2 separate regions of the Triticum aestivum genome follow, and region 2 is linked to region 1. Evidence: chromatin contacts called from public Hi-C data. All regions are on one chromosome and are shown on one strand. Each heading gives the region's core, a stretch centred on a gene start, on an enhancer-like site or on the middle of the called end of the contact. The rest is flanking DNA. Distances are from core to core; before and after follow the strand shown. Region 1 holds the start of LOC123061807. Region 2 holds the start of LOC123061808 (atherin).

The links. Hi-C and Micro-C count contacts between places; a contact is called where the count stands out from the background.
Region 2: a contact with region 1 is called in a Hi-C map of leaf, with 6 times the contacts expected there. The contact joins the promoter of LOC123061808 here to the promoter of LOC123061807 in region 1. A contact is called at or near these places in 2 of 5 Hi-C or Micro-C datasets (both in leaf).

What each region holds. Positions count from the first base shown.
Region 1 is chr3A:493,120,786-493,127,102 of IWGSC CS RefSeq v2.1, forward strand. LOC123061807 reads left to right here and starts at 1,559. Exons shown (of 5, transcript XM_044485081.1): 1 at 1,559-2,272; 2 at 3,747-3,984; 3 at 4,052-4,160; 4 at 4,268-4,389; 5 at 6,153-6,317. The coding sequence starts at 2,135. The coding sequence ends at 6,187.
Region 2 is chr3A:493,342,254-493,348,541 of IWGSC CS RefSeq v2.1, forward strand. LOC123061808 (atherin) reads left to right here and starts at 1,960. Exons shown (of 7, transcript XM_044485084.1): 1 at 1,960-2,948; 2 at 4,529-4,822; 3 at 4,891-5,044; 4 at 5,423-5,503; 5 at 5,636-5,688; 6 at 5,777-5,843; 7 at 5,930-6,288. The coding sequence starts at 2,093. The coding sequence ends at 4,973.

The sequences.
Region 1 (6,317 bases), core at 309-2,808:
ATAGTGGGGATGAATTATTTATGTATTATAGATTCATCATTCCAGTAGAATGACAACAGGCTCATGTATAGAGAACTAGATTACCTTAGCTACCTATCTAATTTATTGTAGAGATTTCAGGATCCACTATTAGACATTGAAAATAGAAATACTTTTTCTTGGTTCAACAGATGATTCGATCGATTTCCTTATCGATTATGAAAACCCATGGGAAGCAACTGGACGAATTGTCCGCGATTGGACATGGAAAATAGAATTACTTTTTGGTGGTCTGATGCCTCTCTTTTAAGAGGCGTGAAGCTAGAATATTGTTTCATTATCTAAAGAACATGAAAGGAAGAAAGGAATAACTATGATATTTTTTACTTAAAAGAAACTTTCTATGATTTTTATAACATTAAATATCATTTGCTATTTTAAAATGTACATTTATACCAAAAAACATATTTGGATTTTTTAAAAAAAATATTTCTATATTTTTTATAATGTCTAGTGGACCTCCCTGAACTATTATGAAAGTTCAATTTACCTCCCACATGGCTGACGTGGCGTCACATAAGCCAGTTGACGCGATGCCACGTCAGTAAAACCGCTTTGACAATTGCATAGGGAGGTGAATCGGCCGGTTTCAATAGTTTGAGAAGCATAAACATCCGGTTCTCTAGTTTAGGGAGGAAATGCTGACTCTCACAAAAGTATTTTTTTTGTTGAACTCTCACAGAAGTCAAGGATGGTAATATGGACTTTGTCGGATTTCACTTTCAACCCGGCTGAGCTCATTCAGCCCACATTGCGCCTCAACGTGTTCTGATCTTCTCCCACTTCACACTTCACAAATTCCTGGAGCGGAGTCCAGCCGAACGAAATAGCATCAAGAAGCTGGCTTCAGGAAGCTGTGGTCGCTGGTAGTGCAAAAATCTGGAGCAGCTTCGGTCCAGCTCCATCGAAACAAGAATCTGGAGTTCACCCGTATTACAACCAATATGCCACCGCCTAAGAAAACGTTTCAGTTGAGCTCCTCCACGTACAGGAAAGAATCGCTCGATTGAATCGTTTTTCTCTCCTCTCATCCTCGTTCGCTGAGTTGGGCTGCCTGTTCACTGAGTTGGGCTGCCTTCAGCCAGCCCAAAGGGGCGCCCGACAGGCCTGTTGCCTGCCAGCTGGGCTGCAACGCTATGAGAAGCTGCCGATGGAGCCGAACGTTTCTGCAATCGCTGCGTGGAGTTAGAAGCGAGGAGAAGAAGCGAGCGTGTTCGGATCTCCTATAACTTCTCAATACTTCTCAACTTCTCAATACTTCTCATAACCAGCTTCTCCTCCTCGCTTTTAACTCCCGAACGACCAGAAGCGAGGTGGTCTGATGCCTCTCTCACAGAAGTTTTGAGAAGTTATAGGAGATCCGAACACGAAATCGATAACTCCCGAACGACCAGTGATTTTGCTTCTCGCCCCGAACGCTCTAATCATCGTCAATTTTTCTGCACTAATTTTAAAGCATGTCAGAGTGCCACGTCGGATGAGGGGTAGCGTTCAGGGATAACGACGCCCACAACGAACGCTCCACCCACTCCACCATTCCCCATTTCTCCCCTTTCTCCCCTGCTCTATCCTCCCCTCGCTTCTAGAGCTCCGCCCGAGAGAGGCGAATTCCATGTTGGTCTATGGAGTCCAGCTACGCATTTCTCCGGCGAGCTACGGGTGGCCGGTGCGTGATGGCGAGGACCACGGTGGCGAGCTCGGAGAGCAGCGGGATGATGTTGCGGCAGTCAGCGCGTGGCTCGGCCAGCGGAGCTGTTCGGGGGGCCTCCGCGCATCGTTTGTGCGCGTGCGCTGCTTGCTCCCCGCGCCGCCGCGGCCGGCGACGAGTTCTCTCTCTCTCCCTCTCTCTCTCGACCAGATCCGTTTTGACGTCTTTGTCCGTACAGAGGAGATCAGCCGCCGTCGGTGGTTGCGGTGTTGAGGGCTTGCCGCAGGTGACCAGGGAGGACAATGGCGGTGGAGGAGGCGAGAATGGCACCTGGGCTGGCGGGCGCGTGGTGCTGAGCAGTGGCTCGCAGGCGCGGTTGCGGCGGCACGATACTTGGCGCCCGCGGGGTGACCGGGTTGAGCCTGTTGCTCGCGGCGCACGGTGGCCATGGTGAGTCGGCTGATCACAGCATCCAATGGCAGCTCACCGAGACACACCGACGGAAGCGCATGGAGAAGCACAACGCATCTGCTGCTTTTTCGTTGCTGGCATGCGCTCCTGAAGCGGGAAGCTCCAGCCTATGTGGTAGGAATGTGTCGTAGTTTTGGGTTCTCCACTTAGATACCACAAAATACCTAGTTGTTCTTTTTAGTCAGAGAACGGTGCTTTTTTTGTCCAGTTTCCTGCTCATGGAGCACAATGTTGCATTTTCTAGTGACCATGTCAAATTTTTGTAACAATGGCATGGCGAAATTATTTCTTTTTTGCAACACGGCAAAATTACCATGTTTTTGCCATGGCAATTTTACCTTTTCTCTTGCCAATGCAAATTTGCCTTTTTTAAAGTGCCATGCTAAATTAACCTTTTTCTGTTTTGTCGTGGCAACTTAACATTTACATACATGGCAATTTACACTTTTTACATAAATGGCAACTGTTTTTACTTTTACTCTTTGCTCATGGCAAATTTACTTCTTTACTTGCCATGGCAAATAACTTTTACATCCATGTCAAATTTTACTTTTTATTTGCCATGGCATTTTTCAATCCACATTTTTTTTGTGTCTTCATGTATATAGTAAAATATCATCACAATAAAATTAACTTTTTTATTTTTGCCATATGGAAAAATTACCTTAATTGACATGTCAAATTTACCTTAATTGCCATGGCAACTCTTAACTTTTATTGCCATGGCAATTTTTATTTTTTATTTTTGACACGACAATTTTACCTTAATTTACATGGAAAATTTACCTATACTGCCATGGCAAATATTTAAATTTTATTGCCATGGAAAATTAACTTTTTTTGCCATGGAAACTCTTAACTTTTATTGCCATGACAGTTTTTACTTTTTATTTTTGACATGGCAAATTTCCATATGTCGCCATGACAAATATTTAAATTTATTGCCATGGCAAATTAAACATTTTTCCCATGGCAAATTTTTATTTCATTCACTATATAGCATGGCAACTTTTTGGTCGTGTAGTCTGGATTTCCTTATTTATCATGAGTGTTTTTTTGCCATATTTTTTCAACAAAATCCATTTACCAGTTACATTTGCTCAAAAAGATGCCTTGTGTTTTAGTGAAAAAAACTCCTAAGTTTGCCATCTATTTTTGAAGAAAAACTTACTAAATTTGCCATGTGTAAACATTTCATTATAGGTAGTGCAATAATTTTATTTAGTTTTTAATCCATGGTAATTTTATGTTTTGAAATCATGGGCCATAGCAAATTCCCTTCTTTTTCTTTAATTTTCATGATGGAAATTTTATTCTTTAGTGTCATGGCAATTGTATGTTTTTAACATGGCAATTTATACTACCACACCATGGCAAATTCCTCACACACAATTTTGTGTTCAAATTGTGCATACAATTTAATTAAAAATATCATGGCATTTTTTACTATGAATTTTGCATGGCATTTTGTTTTGTTTGTATGATGAAAATTGCCATGACTATTTTCCTTTTGGGTCGTTGAAAGAAACAATTTCTTTTTACCCATGGCATTTTTTGTGCTTTAACGTTGATGCCTTTTTTTTCGTAGCACTGCAAAATCTGGGCTTTAATCTGGCCCAACATAGAAACAGTCGGGCTTTTTTCGCTACCAGCTGTAGGGTCGACAGGGAGGGGCGTTCGGGCTTGGGGGGCTCTCCTCCCGAACGAATGCCCCCTCCACTACGAACGAGTCGTTCGGTCTGGAGTTCGTGCGTTATTGACGTCCACCCCGCTCCGCCGCCGCCTCCGCTTTGCCCCTGACGCTGCAACCGCTACCGTCGCCATGGGTAAGCATCATTGCGTCCGTCCTTACTAGTTTCTTGTGGATCTGACGCCTCCGTTGTTGTGCGGCAGACCCGGTCAAGTCGGCGGAACTTCAGGCGCAGCTTAAGGAGATGAGGGCGGAGCTGAAGGAACGATCTCTCCCCGGCGCCAAGGTCACCAAGGGTCCCCCCTCCGAGATGTGCGCGCGCCCTCTCTCTTGTTCGCTCGCTTGCGCGTATGTCTATCTTGGGGAATTGAATTGATTCTAACTAACCGAGCGAAATTGAATCTATCTGGGTTGTTCAGCCTCCCTTTTCTCGCGGAGGTGGTGAAGAAGAACAGGGCGGAGCTGCGGGAGGCGTACAGCAACCTCGAACCACCCATCCTCCGTCTCAACTCCCGGCAAGACCCGTGCGCATCACCACCAGGTGTTGTCATGCTCTCAGGTTGATATACCATCACCAATGCTACTCACTGCGGTCTATGTCAGTATCTGATGGCGTTATTGTTCGTTCGTAAGATGCTTTTTTAGAGAATAATAATAATAATATAATAGTAGCTTAATTAGGTGACTGTTTTATTTGGGAACCCATCATAAGATAGACATTCTTGATTGATTATCCGTGACTGGAGGGTTAGCTCTTCTTTTGAAGAGTCTTGTTTCGACGACTGTTTACTCTTCTTTTGAAGAGTGTTGTTTCTGACGATAGGACTGACTGTTACCTTAGCGGATTAGTCTGCGCCCAAGGGCTGTGGGGCCATGGATTTTAAGTGCTTAATCTGAAAGGTTTTTTTATTTTTTCCTGCTTTTTCCTGCTTTACTCTGTCACCGATTCATGTTTCTAATACTTACTCAGTGATTCTTGCATGCTACTGTCTCCTGCATGACAACAGGAACAGCGGGTAGTGATAGAGGAGGAGGAGAAGTGACATGTATGGAAACTCTATTTAGTAAATATATCGTTGATCGAAACATTCATCCTTGTCAAATTAAAACATATACAGTTTATAATTAAGAGTATATACACTTTGCTCTGTTCTCTACAAAACGCCTAGAAACACTAGGTGGAGCTGGAGCGCTTGCTTCTCTCTACGGCTTGTTAAGTATTGGTGGTTTTTGCTTAAACATTTTGGATGTGGTAGCAATTCTGCTTGCTGGTGTAATTGTTAATTCAAAGTTCACTCCTTATGCGCTTTTATGAAATTGTGCATTTCTAGCACTTTTCATGTAAAAGGACTGTTATTACCCCTAACATAGGTTGAAATAGTGGGATCTTTTGAAGACTGTTGTTCCAGATGATAGTAGTGACCGCACTAGTCTTATTAGTTTCTTGATAGCAGATGTTATGTCAAAGTTACTACCTTAGTAGTTTAGTGTTTAAAAAGCTGCGCCCTGATGGATGACACGTGGTCTTTTATCTAAGTGATTGCTTTTAAGTGCCTGGATGCTTAAGTACTCATCCTTGTCAAATTTAAAATTTTACAGTGTATAATGAAGTATATATACACTTGGCTCTTTTTTTTGCGAAATGCCTAGAAATGCTAGGCAGTGGTCTAGTTGCTAGGTGGAGCTGGAGCGCTTTCTCTACCACTTTTTAAAACATTTGTGTTTTTTTGCTTAAACATTTTAAATGTGATAGCAAGTCAGCTTGCCGGTGTAACTGGTAGCATTTCAAAGTTGACACCGTATGCAATGTTATGAAATTGTTTGTGCATTTCTAGCACTCTTGAAGTAAATGGACTGTTTCTAGAGGAAAAGAATTCTATGAGACCTGGTCTCACGCGAGACCCATCCACACGTGGCATTCACAAATCACAAAGCATCTACCCCACCCCCACTTGAAATCAGGGGGGAGAGATTAGATGCTTTGTGATTTGTGAATGCCACGTGTCATCCATCAGGGCGGGTCTCACCTGCTAACCGTGAGACCTGGTCTCATATAATTTTTTTTTCATTTCTAGAGAACTATAGTACCTTTAACATAGGTTGAAAAAGTGGGATAATATTTTCATGTTGGTATGCCACATTCAATTCACTGTTTTTTAGATCATTGTTTTTCTTATGTTCTGGCATTTTATTTTTCATTTTTGGAGATACCACTGGTTTTGCATCATACAAATGGGACGGACGTACCTTTTTTTTTGTTGGTTTAACCACACGGACCCAACATTTTATTGATTTGTCCCACAGCTTTCTCTGAAGATGGAGAGGGAAAGGAAGCATAAGAACTACTTCTCCATGAGGAAGTATAATAAAGGCCTAGGTCAGGACTGCGATGCAAAGCCTAGCATAGTGTGGAAGTATTTTGTGTTTGCTATGTTGTTACCTGAAATGCCTAGATTGGTTTCAGTGGCA
Region 2 (6,288 bases), core at 710-3,209, 220 kb after region 1:
TACGTTTCCCAACATACTTGTGGGTCATCAATGTCGCACGATGCATCTCGGCCTTTGGATTCATCACACCACCACCACTAAGCTCGTCGCATACTCTAATGCCGACTAGGCCGGCTGCCTCAACACACGTATGTCTAAAGAGACAAAACACCGACTCTCGGTCTTGTGTCGAGGCGTAGTACCGAGCGGTCGCCAATGCCACAGAGTCAACGTGGCTATGCCAGCTTCTCAGCTAACTCCATCAATCTCTAGCGCGCACCACTATAGTCTATTGCGACAACATCATCTCTATGTACATGCCGAGCACCTGATGCAACATCAACGCATGAGGCATATTAGATCGATCTTCACTTTGTGCGAGAGCATGCCACGCTTGGTGAAATACGCGTTCTTCATGTGCCACAAGCTCGCAGTCCACTGATATTTTGACCAAAGGTTTACCGACAGGCGTCTTCCTCAAACTCTAGTCCAGTCTCAACGTCGGGGAACCCAAAGTTTTGAACAACTCATGCACTATGTGCACATGTACAACCTGCGTGATAGGCATTATCGGCTAGTGTCGTTGTACTCTCTCCCTATCCCCCTCTCTCGTGCAATTGTATATATAAGCACACAATGCCAGTTGATACAATCAGGAAAGAGTTTACACCGCCTAACTCTCTTAGCCATATGTGAAGCTTTCCATGAAGCTTAGATAGGCCACTTGCACATTTTCAGGGTCTAACTCCCCCGCATTTTCATTCTAACTTTCTTTTTTTTTTAGAAAATTTTCAATCTTAACCATGACAGTCAACTTAACCAACAATGGTGTTAAAAAAACTTAACCAACAACGTGCTTTTAAGACATCTCACCACTCATGTCGAACGGTAACCAACAACGTGTTGAAATGAACCCCGCTAAAAAACATGTTGAAGCAAACAACTATATAGAAACTTCCCCGCAAAAACAAATAATAGAATTCATAAACATTAGAATCTAAAAGGAACTCAAAATTAAAGGGGAAATGTTACAAATCAACTGACAGATTACGTCGCTTGCATTGACCGCCTCCCTTTGTTGCCACATGTCCCGTGTGCGCCCTAGTACAGTGCACCCTCGAGTTTCTAGAAATATCCGGGGCAACTCTGTCCCCTTCCTCTAGTGTTTCACCCTCGTTCTTTCAACCCACTTTTTTCGATCTGGATGAAGCCCAAATACTAAGATCTATGCCGGCTACTACAAGGTGCATGCATGAATGGTGTTTGGAAGGCGCTGATGATGCGGGCTAGGGCTCCGCTCGCCACCGCGTGCTTGGCAGATTCATGCCCGTTGCTGCAAGGTGCCGTTGATGCGGGTCAGGGCACCGCTCACCACCGCGTGCTTGGCAGATCCATGCCATTGCTGCAAGGTGCCGTTGATGCGGGCCAGGGCACCACTCATCACCCATGCTAGGCAGATTCATGCCCGTTGCTGCAAGGTGCCGTTGATGCAGGCCAACCCCTTTCTCCTTTCCTCCTCCTCTCTCCTTACCCCCCTCTCTTTCCACAAACGAGCTCCCAAACCAACTCTCATGGCGTTCTCTTCTTGGGTGCTTTTCTGCAATAATACCTTTATTGTAAAAAATTCTACAAAAAGAACTATGTATAAAATTTCATAAAAAACATTCTGCAACAAGACCTTTGTTAGGATTTTTTTTTTACAACAAGAGCAAATTCTGTACCAAAACTTTTGTGCAACTAGATCTATGCTGCAAAAAAAATTATGCAACAAGATTCCGCTCAATGCGCTAGATCCAACTGCTCGCGACTTGGCCAATCTTTTAAAAAGTTCAGCTGACTAGCACGCCTCAAATCAAAGAGACTTGGTTTTATCTATTTGATCCGATATACATCGTGAGAAGGCACGGAAAGGCGATTACATCTGATACGGGCTCCCAAATTTAATTTGGCAGGACATTATCTAAGCCATCGAGGAGGAAATTTAACCAGCCGGCACGGAACTCATCACACCCGATCTACACGTACACACAGCAAGCCGGCCCCGACCGACCCCGAACCAGTTCGTTCCGCCCGGTCGCCGCACCACCCGCCGCCTCAAACACCGGCGGTGGTCATGCCGCCTCCGCCTCCTCGGCAACCCCCGCCCCCACCTCCTCCGCCGCCGCCGTCTTCGCCCCCTCCTCTCAGCGCCCACCGCCTCCCTCTCCCGCCCGCGCCGTCCTCTCCCACCTCGCTCCTCCTCGCGCCGGCCCCCTCCCCGTCCCGCGCCTTCGCGCTCCTCTTCCCGGACGCCTCCGCGCGCCTCTTCGCCTCCCTCCCCGCCCCCGCCCCCGCCTCCGCCGCGTCGCCCGCCCCAGCTCCCACCCCTGTGCCCTCCCCGCTCGCCGCCGCCGCCTGCTTCGCGCTCCTGCTCCCCTCCTCCCACCTCCTCTTCCTCTCCGCGCACCCGGCCCCCTCCTCCCCCGCGGTCCACCTCCGCGCCTACTCCCTCGCCTCTGCTCGCTTCGCCCCCGCCCCGCTCTCCTTCAAGCGCCACGTCTCGCCCTCCAGCCTGCCCCTCCACGGCCTTCCGTTCGGCCTCGGCGTCCGCCTCGCGGGCGGGGTCAACGCCGTGGCGCTTCTCTCCCTCGCCGCCGGGCAGATCTGGGTGCTTGCACCGAGGATGGCCGCGGACGGGAGGACGCTTGAGCTGCACAAGTGTGCGGTCATCCAGCTCGAGCCAACGCGGCCGGTGTATGCCATGGAGGTCGCCATGGGGAGGCTGCTGCTCGGCGAGGCTGGCGGCGTGCGCGTGTTCCCACTGAGGAGTTTGATGAAGGGTGGGAGGGAGAAGGAGGGGAGGAAGGAGGGTGCCGCGGCATCAGCAAAGAAGAGCTTGCATAAGAAAAACGGGATTCTGAATGGACTGATTGTGCCAGTTGGGCGTGGTAGTGGCGCCCGAGGTGGTCAAGGAGGTGCTGCTTCCGACTGTGAGTATTTCCCGCTTCTGTGAAGCTTTGATTCCGTTTTATAACCAGACAATCAAAGAACTAGCACTAAAGTAATTAGGTTTGCGCTTCGTCGCCGACGATTGCGGGCGCCGTTATCTTCCTGAAGACGTTGTCGTGGTGCTCCTCTGCGTGCCAGGGTTCCGGGTGAAGACCCTTGTTCCTTTTGGACTTGGCAACGGCGACGGTTTGCGCCGTTTTCCCTGGGGGGGGGGGGGGGGGGGGGGCGTTGTCGTGGAGCTTATGTGTTTAGGGCACCGTGTAGCGCTGCACTCAGTTTTCCCAATGCTTTCTTTTGGTAGCGTAGTCGTACTTCTGCTTGATCCGACTATCTTGGGATCGGCATTGTTTGAGGGCTACCCCACCATCTTGTATCGTTCGTTCGGCCGTGTACTTCGTTTGATGTTTCCTTTATTATATATAAAGCGGGGCGAAAGCCTGTTTTGAAAAAAAAAGTAATTAGGTTATCAGCTAGGTCTCATGCTCAAAGGTGTGTCTTTGCTATGTGACTTCATATCCGAGTGTTCACCTCGGATGTTCAAGACAACGTAAATGTGCCAGTGGAAATGATGAAATATGAAATGTCTTATCAATTCATATTGTAGGAGTATTTCTTTTTCATTGCAAACAAGGAATATTTGGTTATTTCCATTAATTTAATTGTGTGCCCCTCTAGTTGTCCCACACTTCACTTTCTGTTTGCTGGGTCAGTTAATGGTCTTCTTTTTCATATATGACAGTAAAGGAGCAAAAGCTGGAAGCGTATTTTTCCTGTTATAAGCAAACTATTTACATGTCTATGTTATGCCTATTCTTATGTTATCTCGGCCCCATTTTCCCCAACTGGTGGCATTTTTTTATGAGCAAACATATTTGAATTGACTAATTTGCATCTAAGCCATAATCATTTCAAACTCAAAATTCCGTAGAGATAAACAACATTCGTTACCGCATGGTAATTCGTTATGTGGATGGGCACCAGACAAACTTTTATTCTGTTCATAGTCATAGATATTGCTAGGTGCTCACATATGTTGCGTGCCATATTTACTAGGACTGTGCTGATGTAAATGGCAAATAAATAGAAGGTGAGTACTTCACTGGGTCTTGGGGGCAGGTCCGTGCAGACATGACGATCAATCCTGACCTGTACCAGTACCAACATCTCCTGGATTAAATTGATTTATTTCTTGAGCCAAATCTACCGCGTAGGATTTCTAGTAGTATATATTAATAAGTACTCCCTCCGTAAAGAAATATAAGAAATATAAGTTTTCTGATTCCACTAGCCTCTCGAAGGACCCCTTGTCCAGAGGATGTACTGTATGTGAATAATCACTAGGACGTGTGTCAACTATATAGCATTCTCAGATAGTTACACAGCAATTCATATCTGGTTCCTTTCAGACACGCTAACTTACAAGCAAAACTCGTAATTGGTACTGCTACTAGAGTTAGTTGTATTCATAGAGTCTTAAACAAGGTTTATGATTCTCCACTTGTACTGCTTGCAGCTGTATTTTCGCAAAATCAATTAATATGTTTCCAATTTATTCTTTCAGGTAAGCTTACAACCTTGAGGGTAAAACAGAATTCAGGGAGCTATTCATCTTTCTTTTTGGCATTTAATCAAGAGGATCATAACTCTCAAGGTGGTGTTAAATTGATAAAATTAGTTAAAGCTGTTTCAATCCAACCTTCTTCCAAGGACAAGTTTTTAGTACTTGATTCAGCTGGAGTGATACATGCCTTCAGTCTTCGAAATGCTGAATTGGAACCGGAAGCTGCCAAAACATGTTTTTTGGATTGTGCCATGAAAGTCCAATTGTTTGCTGTTTTCCCAAGTAGCTCTACGAGTGAGTTTTTGTACTGGCTCTGTTCTTTTTACATTGTGGTGGTTTACTTAATTAATAAATGTGTTCAGAGCATTTGTGCAGAGACACAGATTCTTTGGGTTTCAGATGGTGGACATTCCATACAAATATTGTCACCATTGCCGGCATTTGATGTCAAGTCTCCTAAAAGCGACGATGATTTTAGTGATGAGGAAAGAGAGTTAGCAACCATTAAGCTCTCAGGTTTGTAGCATTGACTTGGTTCTTTTGTTCTCGTTATTTTTTTAATTCGTAACTTAGTCAGATTCTTTAAAAAGTGTGTATTTATTGTCAATTTATTAGAATTCTGAAATGTACCGCCTATTGAAGTATTAGTTCAAACACTGGTTTACATCATTTACATGTTTAACCTCGGAAGTTTATTCACAGTACTTAAAAAACACATAGTAATTGTTCAGAAGAGTAGCATTACCTATTATTCACTTTTTATATTGGCCAGTTTTCTTATCTTCCCACAGATAATGGGAGTGAGTTCATTTGGTTTAGGTGGTCTATATAGTGCTTTCCAGCAGGTAGATCATAACCTTCTTTTCCAGGGGATTAACTTCTGTTGTCCTGCAGCTACTGAAGCCATCTTCACTAGTGAAAAGGTTCAAGACATTGTACATATCTCCAAGGATTCCGTGCTTATCCTTGGCCAAGGTATGAGATAGTGATGTATCTTGAAGCTGAACATTTTGGATTGTGATAAATCTGTTGATATATCGGTTTTGTTTCAGTTCTTCCTTCTCTTATTTTCAATTTTTCTGAACATCATAAATGCTGTTTTTTCAGGCAACATGTTTTTATATGGAACTGCTTGAATTTGGCTTGTTATCATATTCGTGGTAAATCTATCTAAAGAACTTTCTGTCTTTTCCATTTTCACATTCATTGGTTTAGTCTACACCCACATAATTTTTTTTTTGATATCAGGTGGAGACACAGCTGTTGTTTAGATCATGAGTGTGCAGTTTTGGATGGTTTTTTGGCCAACGACAGGGTGGGTTCAATGATTAATAGCTATTTATCACTTGGAAGGCCACTCTTGTGTTGTTCTCTAATGCTTCCCCCTTTTTTCAAGTGCAGTGTTTGTTAATCTTGAAGACATACTTGTTCACCTGTTTTTGGAAGTCATGAGCACCATTAGTCTTTTAATTTCAGTAAGCAGAGTAAAACTCATGACTTGGATGACAACCAGCAAGAGTTGAAAGGTGCAGGCCATTCTATGCTGTCTCGACTGTCTGAAAGCAACATTGCAAAACTCGGAGCCATCTTTCAGCACAGCTCGTCGATACTTCTGAGCAGGTGATGCCACATTATGCAATGCGTGGATTACAACAACTGGGCTGTTGTCTATTCACATTTCTGCACGCCGGGACAAGGGCATTTCTGGTTGCTATGGCTGCACGAAGGGGTGGCTGCAGGCTGCAGCCCTGTGCCCAGGC